2 separate regions of the Pan troglodytes genome follow, and region 2 is linked to region 1. The links are chromatin contacts, called in public HiChIP or PLAC-seq maps. All regions are on one chromosome and are shown on one strand. The core of a region is the stretch at or near the end of the contact, and the rest is flanking DNA. Distances in the headings are between cores, read along the strand shown.

The links. HiChIP or PLAC-seq counts read pairs in DNA pulled down with a chosen protein or histone mark.
Region 2: a contact with region 1 is called in an H3K4me3 HiChIP or PLAC-seq map of stem cell-derived excitatory neurons, with 5 times the contacts expected there. The contact joins the promoter of LRRC73 here to the promoter of ZNF318 in region 1. A contact is called at or near these places in 1 of 7 Hi-C or Micro-C datasets (induced pluripotent stem cells) and 1 of 1 datasets of contacts at active chromatin or transcription factors (stem cell-derived excitatory neurons).

Annotation. Positions count from the first base shown.
Region 1 is chr5:49,261,526-49,266,573 of NHGRI_mPanTro3-v2.0_pri, forward strand. ZNF318 (zinc finger protein 318) reads right to left here and starts at 2,422. Exons shown (of 10, transcript XM_016955560.4): 1 at 1,710-2,422. The coding sequence starts at 2,108.
Region 2 is chr5:49,399,629-49,404,676 of NHGRI_mPanTro3-v2.0_pri, forward strand. LRRC73 (leucine rich repeat containing 73) reads right to left here and starts at 3,125. Exons shown (of 6, transcript XM_001138441.6): 1 at 2,854-3,125; 2 at 2,098-2,258; 3 at 1,636-1,758; 4 at 1,164-1,264; 5 at 794-1,016; 6 at 303-646. The coding sequence starts at 3,125. The coding sequence ends at 576. It also overlaps a transcript of POLR1C not described here.

The DNA of each region.
Region 1 (5,048 bases), core at 1,172-3,671:
TTTTCTGGTTTGTACTTTGTTGTATCCCCAGGGTAGTCCAGAACAGTGCCTAATGCAAAGTAGATGTTCAATAAATACATGTCAAATGTATAAAATGAGGGCTTAAAAATCAATTTGATTTCTGTGTAACCTCCAGAACAAACTGGAGGGTAGCAAGGGCGGAGTGTAAAGGAGCCAATTGCAACAATCCATGCAAGAGGTAATAGGGCTTAGACCAGAGTGATGGCAGGAGGATGGCAGTTTTGGGGATGTATTCTAGAGGTAAAGCTAACGGGTTAGACAGATGAGGTAATCTGACAAATTAGATGTGGGAAGAAGGGAGATAATGACTGTTCCTGATGTAAGCAATGGATGATGCTATTTACTCAGACAGAAAAGACTGGAGCAAATACATTGTGCACTGGAGAAGAAAAGGAGGTTGTGTAAACAAGCATTCTGTTCTTGCTTCCTCTGTAGTGACTGCCACCCACACTGGCATCGCTCAACTGAAAATGTTAACATAGTGACAAATCAATTTACCCATGACCAAAGTACTCACAGTACTTACATACATGTTAGAGAGCCACTCAAAAAAGCAGAACTTTGTTACTAAGTTTAAAAAAAGAGGCCGGGCATGATGGCAGGCGCCTGTAATCCCAGCTACTTGGGAGGCTGAGGCGGGAGAATTGATTGAACCCCGGAGGCGGAGGTTACAGTGAGCTGAGATCATGCCATTGCACTCCAGCCTGGAGAACAGAGTGAGACTCTTTCTCAAATAATAATAATAATAATAATAATAATAATAAAAAGATTGATGAACTAAAAATAAAACAAATTCCCAAAAACCAGACTCTACCTAGAGGATCTCTTGGGGTGGTGGTTATGGTTAAAGGTCAACATTATTTCTAAAACTAAACTTAATCTCATGCTCCGTTCCTCTAGCAGTGAAACATAGAGGTTCAAATCATGGGTTTGGGGAACCAGGCGGATCTGAGTTGAAGCACAGCTCCACCACTTAGCCGTGTCACCTCAGTCGAGTTACTTGAACCTCTCTGGGTTGGTTCCTCGGCTGTACAACAAGGAATAGTATTAACTGCCTCACTTCAAAGAGTTGTGAGGGTTAAAAGAATGTGCAAAGTGAAAGGCTAGGCATAATTCCTGACATAGAACTCGATAAGAGGTAGTGGCTATGGCAATGACTGTGGTCCTGCACACTTCATTCCGAAGCAGCAGCTCCAATTCATTTAAGCTAACAGTTTACACTCTAGACGTAAAGCCTGGTAGGGTTCAAGCGCCCCTAACTCGCCACAAAAACGGACATTTCGGCTTTTTTCCCTAAGATCCAGGAAGGCAGCTCAGGTGTAAGGGGATGAAAAGTACGGAACCCCGAGGACACGTCAACTCTACAAAAAGTACCAAGCCACACGGTTTGGACGAAATGCCCCTCGCCTTGGCAAACTTTCCACACCTCACCCGGCATGAGAGAAACAGCCTATTCCTAAGGAACGGAGCCCGCACTCCCGACCAGACGCCCGTGCGCTCCCGAGTCCGTTATTGTGTCAACGCTCCCGGGTCTGACAGAAGCCTCCAGGCTCGGCATCCCCGAGGGAGTTGACCGGAGGCTTCGCGCTTAGGACCCTGGTCTGGAGGCCCCGGGCGTTTCTGGAAACGGGAATTCCGGGGGAGGGGGCTGGGGGATGGAGGGAGTCCTGGACGAGGGGTGGGATTACCCGGCTGCCGCTGTCGCCTGGATGGTCTCCGCGGCCGTCCCGGGCATAGTCGGCGCGGGACTCCCCTCGGCTGCTGCCTCTGAAGCCGGCCGGGCCCGGCGGGAAGAGTCGTCGGCCCCGCGGTGGCGACGGGGAGCCGCGACGGGCCCGAGGCGGGGACGGGGAGACGCGACGACCCCGTGGCGGGGACGGCGAGGCCCGGCGGCCGCGGTGCCCTGAGGGCGAGCGGGGTCGGCGAGCCGGGGTCCGCGACGAGGAGCCGGAGGGCGGAGGCGGCGGTGAGCTGCGGCGAGCCGGGCCTGAGGAGGAGCCAGAGCTGCGGCCGCTGCGCGGGCCGCCCCCGCCGTCGTCTTTAGGCCGGTGGGAAGAGACGGAGGAGCGAGCGCTGCTGCGGTACATGGTTCTTGCAGCGGCGGCCACGGCGACAGCTCCGACCCGGGGGCGCCCTAGACGCAGGCCCGGAGCGCGCCGCCGCAGCTGCAGCCGCCGCCACCTCGGCCGCTGCGCGCCGCCTCAGCCGCGGGAGCAGCCCCCTCCCCTCGGCCCCGCGTCGCCCCGGGGGCCCGGCCGAGCGCGCCCCCGCGGCTGGCGGTTGGAGGGCGCGAGCACGCGTCCGACACACCCCCCCGCCTCCGGGGTTCCCCGCTCCTCCACTCAGGGAGCGGCCGCAGGAACCAAGAAAAGTGGGGAGGAGCACAGACGCCGGCGCGAGGCTGGGCGAGGGGAGGGGAAGCGAAGCGCGCGCCCTGAGCTCTGCACGCCCCGCCTCCGAATCCTCAAGATGGCGGCCGCAGAGCCGCCCACTTCCCCCTCCCGCGGCGGCCACGTGACCCCTGTGGCCTCCGCGCGGGGTGGGCGGGGCGGAAGGGAGGGCTTCTCTGGAGAGGGATCTGGTTTTCCGGGGATGCTCCAGGCCTCGGGACTTAGGGGTTTGGAGACCGTGCGGATGTGTCTTCGCTCTTTCCTGCCGCCCCTCAAGCCTCTTAATTTAGGGATGGACACGAAATGGTTGAAAACCATTCGCGATAATATAAACGGGCCTGTAAACGTTAGCTGTGTGGGAGGTTACGGACCCCGGCAGGAGCGCCCACCGAAGTCCTGTCCCCTGCTGAAGCAACACGACCCGCATCAGTTTACTTTCCAGTTTGCCTAATTTCTAGAGGTTGAAATTGAGGATAGGAAAGTACGAGGTGGAGGTCGTGGGCCAGAATCAAACCCAAAATAGACGTTGTCAGGCCTCTGAGCCCAAGCTAAGCCATCATATCCCCTATGACCTGCACGTATACATCCAGATGGCCTGAGACAACTGAAGAGCCACAAAAGAAGTGAAAATAGCCTTAACTGATGACATTCCACCATTGTGATTTGTTCCTGCCCCACCCTAACTGACAGGATATATTCTCCCCCTCGCCCTTAAGTAGGTGCTTTGTAATATTCTCCCCCGCCCTTAAGAATGTACTTTGTACACCTATCCCAAACTTATAAGAACTAATGATAATTCCACCACCCTCTGCTGACTCCTTTTTCGGACTCAACCCGCCTGCACCCAGGTAAGATAAACAGCCTTGTTGCTCACACGAAGCCTGTTTGGTGGACTCTCTTCACACGTTTTCGAGCTGTTTTCTGACTAAAGTACTTGTGGTCATGGTGGAGGTCCTTCATTACCAGGGGCCCACATCATGACCAACTGGAGGCGTGGCAAGTTTTTGTAAGAGATCCAGGCATGCCCCCTCCCCTGGCCTAAGTCCAGAATTTTCCTAGATGCCAATCTCAGGGCCCTGCATCCTAAATACAAAAGTGGGCCAGGCGCAAAGGGTCACGCCTATAATCCCACCATTTTGGGAGGCCGGGGCAGGAGGATTGCTTGAGCCTGGGAGTTCGAGACCAGCCTGGGCAACGTAGAAGGACCTCCATTTCTAAAAAAAAAAAAAAAAAATTTGCTGAGTGTGGTGGCACGTTCCTGTACCCCAGCTACTCGGGAGGTTGAGGCTGCGGTGAGCTGTGATCATGCCACTGCACTCCAGCCTGGGTGACAGAGTGAGACCCTCTCTCAAAAAATACATCCATATATATATATATATATATATCCATTTCCATACGTTCTTATAATGGCATATACTCAGTAAAAATGTATAAAATTTTTACTAGTTGACTACTTTTACCCAGCTTCACATTTTATATAATTTATATAAAATAAGAAACCAATAACTTATTTTAATGAAAAAAAAATAAAAATATGCCAGAGGTGTATGCCCTGTCTTTATTAGAGTATATATGGATTTTGGTTACCCATACTTTTGGTGGGACTTAATAAATGTGAAAAAAATGTAAATCAGTGTGTATAGATACTTGGAGTCAATAAATTTTAAATCATGTTTGTTATATTCTGTATCAACTTTTACTCCTCAACCCGTTTCTAATACTGAATATTTTTATCAAAGGAGCTGGGGTGTTTCAAGACAGGGGGAGACACGGTGTATAATCAGAAAACTCTTCTGCTTCCCCTTCACACTTGCTCTATGCATAGTTCTGTGTCCTGCATGAAATCTCTTGCAGATCCTTTCACTTTTCAAGTATTTTTCAGTCATGAGAGTAGTCATATTGCAGTAGAAAATATATAGTACAGAACAAAGCTTTAAACTTTATTCAGGCTAAAGGTTCTCCCCTACCCCTGCTTTTACCTGCTTCAGACTTGAAGCTTGGTATATTAAAAGTGGTATGGTAGGTTTCTCCACATCCCTGCCTTTGCTCCTCAAAGTTTGCTCCTCCTCTCCCACTGGCTAGCTGCTATTTCTGACCCCCTCCTCCCAGGAGGAGAAGGGATTGAAGGGAAAGAACACAGACTTTCCTGGTTAGTGCAGGATGCTATTATCTTCCAAAATCGGTTCCCTATGGACAAGGAGGAATCACAAATGTTGGCTTTTCTCTCTTATGCACCTTTGTGGGCTTTTTTAGAACTCTCTTGCTGGCAGTGGTCCTCCTCTGGTTCACTGTCTGTGACTCCCCTCCCCCAAGTCTTTGGCCTTCTGGAGGAGGCTTACCCCATGTAAAACTCACTCCCGTGGCAGGAGTCCCTTTCCTCTCTGGTTATCTCTCATGGGACGGATCCCTTTTATTTTATTTATTTATTTTATTTTATTTTTTTTTTTTTTGAGACAGAGTCTCGCTCAGTCGCCCAGGCTGGAGTGCAGTGGCTCGATCTCCGCTCACTGCAAGCTTCGCTTCCTGGGCTCACGCCATTCTCCTGCCTCAGCCTCCCGAGTAGCTGGGACTATAGGCACCCGCCACCATGCCCAGCTAATTTTTTTGTATTTTTTTTAGTGGAGACGAGGTTTCACC
Region 2 (5,048 bases), core at 1,875-4,374, 140 kb after region 1:
CCTAGGGTTTCCCTAGGCACAGAGCATCAGGGAGCGGGAAAGGGGGCACCTTAAGTAACCTTAGCAGGGTCCCTGAGCCTTCCCTCGGAGGCAGGGACCAGATCTTTATGGGGCTAGTGTAAGGTGTTGCCTCAGAGGCCTGGGTTCTAGGCCTGGCCAGGCCTATTTTGAGATCCTGGCTGGACCAGTTCACGCGGCTTAGAGCTTGGGCTGTGCGATGCTACTGCCCCCTAGTGGTGCTTACTGGTAGTTCCAATTCCTCCCCTACTGCCGGCCCCAAGTGACTACAGCCACACGACAGGTTGTGGAGTTCATAAAATCTTTTCCGAGCCAGCGGGTTGCAGCCAGAGCTGCCAAGTTCAAAGGCATTGCCGTGGGTTCAAGTGCCCCCCAAGGCTGTTGCTCAGTCACAGCTTCCAGAGCTTCCTTCCCACCACACTGCCAGGAGCTGCCAGAGCCCCCATGCAGCCCCTGACCCCAGTTCCCTCCCAAGTCCCAGGGCCCGACCCTGATATCTGGGGCAAGGTGCTCGGGACATAGATAAGTGAAATGGTGTGCAGAGGCCCAGTGGAGAGTCACATCTCGGTCTCAGCCAACAGACTGTCCCCTAGTCCTGACGTCATTAGCACCATCTGAGAGCTGGGATCTGTGGAAGGGCAGAGGAGTGTTCAGACCACCATTCCTTCCTCCAATGGGGACCACAGATAGGTGAGAGCCTAGGTTCTGCACACCCACTCTCCCTTGTCCCGAGCCTCTTCCAGACCTGGCTCTGATCAACCCTCTGGGTTCTTACCGCTGGGGCACATCCAGGAGCTGCTGCCTCTCTGGTGGGCAGCAGGCTCCCGCCCTCTCTCCCATTCCTGGGTGTCGCCAGCCCCTCCTGCCACTTCCTCCTCCTCCTCTCCCTCAGAGAGGAGGTCACAGATCTGTTGCTGCAGCTCTGGGCTAATGCTGTTCTCAGCCAACACCAGGCTCCGCAAAGCTGTGGGGTAATTTTCTACCATGTCCAGCAGGGTCTGAAGTGGGGAAGAATATGGAAAAGGATGAACACAGTTAAGGCAGGTCCTCAGACCCCAACCTGCCACGCCTTAGGTATGTCATCAGACACATAAGCTAACCTCCACCCCATCCCCTGGCCGTGCCCAAACATGACGACTTCCCACCTGAGCTGACTGGTTGGTGAGCCCTGTGCCCTCCAAGTCTAGCACCTCTAGGGTACGACTAGAGGCCACAGCTACAGCCAGCATTCCTGCCACATGGTCACCTGGGGAGACAACACACGTGCACACATTCATACACATGCCTGCTAATCCTTACAGATAGCTTCCCCATTGCCTTAACAACTTTAGATACTAATCCCTGGCCAAGGAAACATGGACAATTGGTGGTGGTCAGGAAGGGATCATTGTGATTGGTGAGTGAAGGCACGAAGCAAGTTAGGCCCACGGGTGGTGACTGATGCTTTGATCTATTTATTGGTCACCTGGTCCTCCACAAAGCTATCTCCTTGACCCCTGGGGGCTCGCCTTTCTCTTCCCTCTCCCAGTGTACGGGTTACCATGTCAACTGTTGGTCCCAGGCTCTTGGATAGGGCATGAAGCAGTGACAGCCCAAGGGGGTATTCTTGAGCCTCACCCAGGGGGTTGTAATCCAGATTGAGGACGCGGACCTGGGAGCTGTGGGCCACGGCAATGGCGAGGCGGCTCCAGCCCTTAGGGGTGATGCCAGGGTTGGCACTCAGCGTTAGCTCCTTCAAGCCTGGGCAGCATCATAGCAAGAAACCAGAATAGGGAGGGTTAAGCCCTCCTCCAGCCCTTCCCCACCATCCCTGAGTCTCTGGGGTGTCCCTAGTGGCTGGGCACCACCTTACCCCCACCATAGAGGTCAAGAGCCATTAAGGAGGCCCATGCTTCCTCTGCCTGCCCCAGCCTGGATTCCTGAGTCTCCATGCTGCCCCCCGTCCTGCCCCTTCCTGAGAGGAGTAGAAAGATGTTCTCACCCACATCATCAGAGCTCTGGGGCCACACCCCCTTCCCTCTGCATTTCGATTTTCATCACTGCCACACTAGCCCAAGCCCTCAACAGGGTCCTGCTCACCAGATTTGGCCCCATCTGGGGGCAGGAGGCCACAGATGAGGTTGATGGCTTCATCACCCAGCATGCAGTCCCCCAGGTCCAGAGCCACGAGGGCAGGGTGGAGGGCCAGGGCTGGGTTCAGCAAGGCCAGCCCCGCATCTGTCAGGGGGCTCCCATGCAGGCTGGAGGAGAGTGAGAGAGCAGGGTTACTGCAGTCCTCGGCCCTATCTACATGGGAAAGGGACACTTTCACTTCTGTCAGCCCTAGGTATGGGGAGGGCACTCAGTCACAGCACTTGAGGGGCCTGGAAAAGGAGAAGGAAAGTTCTAGATTCTCAGGGAATACAGATAGAGGGAGAATTCGGTTTGTTTTCTGGGGCAGGGATCCAGGACATTGCACAGGGAGGGGCAGAGAAGGGGTGGGTGGGTGGTGGACCGGAACTCTGCAGTGGGCAGGGCTCTCGTCCCCACGGGGATATTCCCCCTTGGGAACCGAGGAGCTGCCCCAGTGAAGTAAATGCAGATGATTAGGTGGGGAGGTACGGCCCCCACCTCATGTCAGGAAGTGGTGGGTATCCCAACACGGGTAGGGTCGCGCGTGCAAAGTCCAAGCATGTGCTTGGAGGGTGCTGTGAAGGCATGGGCCGAGGCACTGTGTATGTGCATAAGGCATGTGAAGGTAGTATGGTACTGGAAGGAGTGTGGAGGAACAGGAGGTGCCAGGGGTGTATGGAAGGGTGCAGTGCCCGGGACCCCCTTGCGAGGGGGCGCACTCACAAGAGGGACTGGATGGAGCGGTTGGTCCGCAGAGCCTCAGCCAGCTGCTTGATGCGGCTGGGGCTGGACACGACGCCCAGGTTAAGGTTGAGCTGCGCCAGGGACGTGGCCCCGGCCAGGGCCCGGCAGATGCGGCCAAAGTCGCGGTCGCAGAGGCGGCAGCCGCGCAGTGAGAGCAGGCGCACGGCGTTGTCGCGAAGGCCGCGGCAGATGTCCCGCACCTCGGCGCCGGACAGCGGCTCCCCCGAAATCTGGATGGAGCTGGGCAGCATCGTGCCCACGGCTGGGCCTCCGGGTACGGGGCCGGAACGGAGGTTGGTGGGGCCGCGGGCGGGGCCGGGGATAGGGCCGGGGTCGGGGCCCCGGCAGGGGTCGCGGGCGGAGTGGGGCCGGGGGTGGAGGCGGCGGCTGTGGCGGAGGCTGCGGCTGCGGCGGAGGCTGCGGCGGGGGCGGAGAAGAGCTACCGGGACTGAGCCGGAGCCGGCCAGAGGTGCGGAGGCGTCCAGGGCGCGGGCCGGGCTGAAGTGGGGCGGCGCTGGGGCGGGGGCGGCCCGCACGGTCCGTGTCTGGGCGTTGGGGCGGGTGCGCGTTCCGGGGGTTGGGCAGGCGCTGCTCGGCGCTTGTCCTTGTCCCTCGCGGTCGCGGCGGCGGCGGCGGCAGCGGCAGCGAGTGGCTCAAGGGCTTCGGCTTACCGGTCTCGGTTAGGAGGCCGTACCCGCTCCCTAGTTCTCTGCTGCCCGGCTCCCCCCGACCACCCCGCGGGCCTGGCCGCACGGCTGGCAGAGAGAGCCTGAGGCGGGCGCCTGGCGGCAGCTCCGGCTCCAGCTCCAGAGAGCGAGCGGGCGGCGAGTTCCCATGGCAACGGCCGCGTCACCGCCGCTCGCCCCGCCCCCTGCCCGGCTAAGGCCACGCCGGCCCGCGAGGTTCGCGTACACTGGGTGGTTCGGGGCAAGGAGCTGGGAGCGATAGGCCGCTCTTCCCTTGGGAGTGGGGTCAGCCAGCTGGCAGAAGGAAGGCGGCAGGGCTGAGTGGGTAGGGCTGACGGGGAGCGGAATGGAGGCACGCCCCGTGGAGATGGCGTTGGGCACGGTTACTGGTGCTTCTGCCCATTCTTCCATCCTTTCCCGTTCCTAAGGTCCATACCCCCGCCGGAATCCAGGGCACTGTTCCCTCCTATTTGGAAGGCCCCAGGGCCCTTTCATCCGCGCCGCGCCTCGCCCCCGCCCCCCTGACTCGAGGCGCAGCGTGCGTGGTGATCCCGGCCCATGGGGACTTCCCCGCTTGCTCCTCGCCAAGATGGCGGCCTCATCAGGGAGGCCCCAGGGACCACGGCTGGGCAGAGCCAGCTTGAGCTGCTGGGGAGAAGGGTACCCCATAGGGTCCCTAGGGCAGGGGAGCCTCAGATAGATGCAAGGTCCTGGTGCCACACCTTCTCAGGTACGCAGGGCACTGTTGACATCTGAGGGTGTGTCCATGCCGCGAGACTGGGGCAGCCAATACAAAGAAGGTGCCAGGGCCAGGGCCCTGGAGCACTGGTGAGGACATGAAGGCGGCTGAGCCACACTGCACGGTGCAGGCGGTGCTGTCTCAACTTTGTCCTCTGGCCAGGGTGGTGGGGGACTCACTTGTGTAACGCAGGACAAATGAAGGGCACCTCTGTTAGTCCCTTTGTTAGGAGGAATAGATGCTGCTGACCCAGATTTACTAGTGTTAAGAAGATTATTTTACATAAAATATAATATTCAATATAGTGAAGGGAGGTCAAAGGCCCTATTCCCACTCTTAGCCACCTGAATTAACTTATTAAGTGGAGCAGATTAAAGAAGTGGTGGGGGTGGATGGTGCTATGTTAGGAGTGGTGGTTGGTTTTAAGAGGAAAGACAGAAGAACTAAAAGGAGCTGGCCCCAGTACCACCAGGGCAAAGCCAAATTTGGCTTCAATTAAGAGCTCCATAGGAAAATTATCAACACAATGCCCAGGTGCAGAAGATCCTTGTTTTGACACAGGGTTTAAGTCGGGATGTTTTGTCCAATTGTCACTGCTTCCTTGGCTTCCCAAGAGTGCAGCTGAGCCCAGACTCAAGCTGGCTGCAGTGTTCCATCAGGCTTATGGCTTTTGTGCTTGAGGCCTCCCTGCCGCTTCATGGGTCAGGTGTCATATTCAATCACTGCCTTCTATGTAGTCTGGCCTGTCC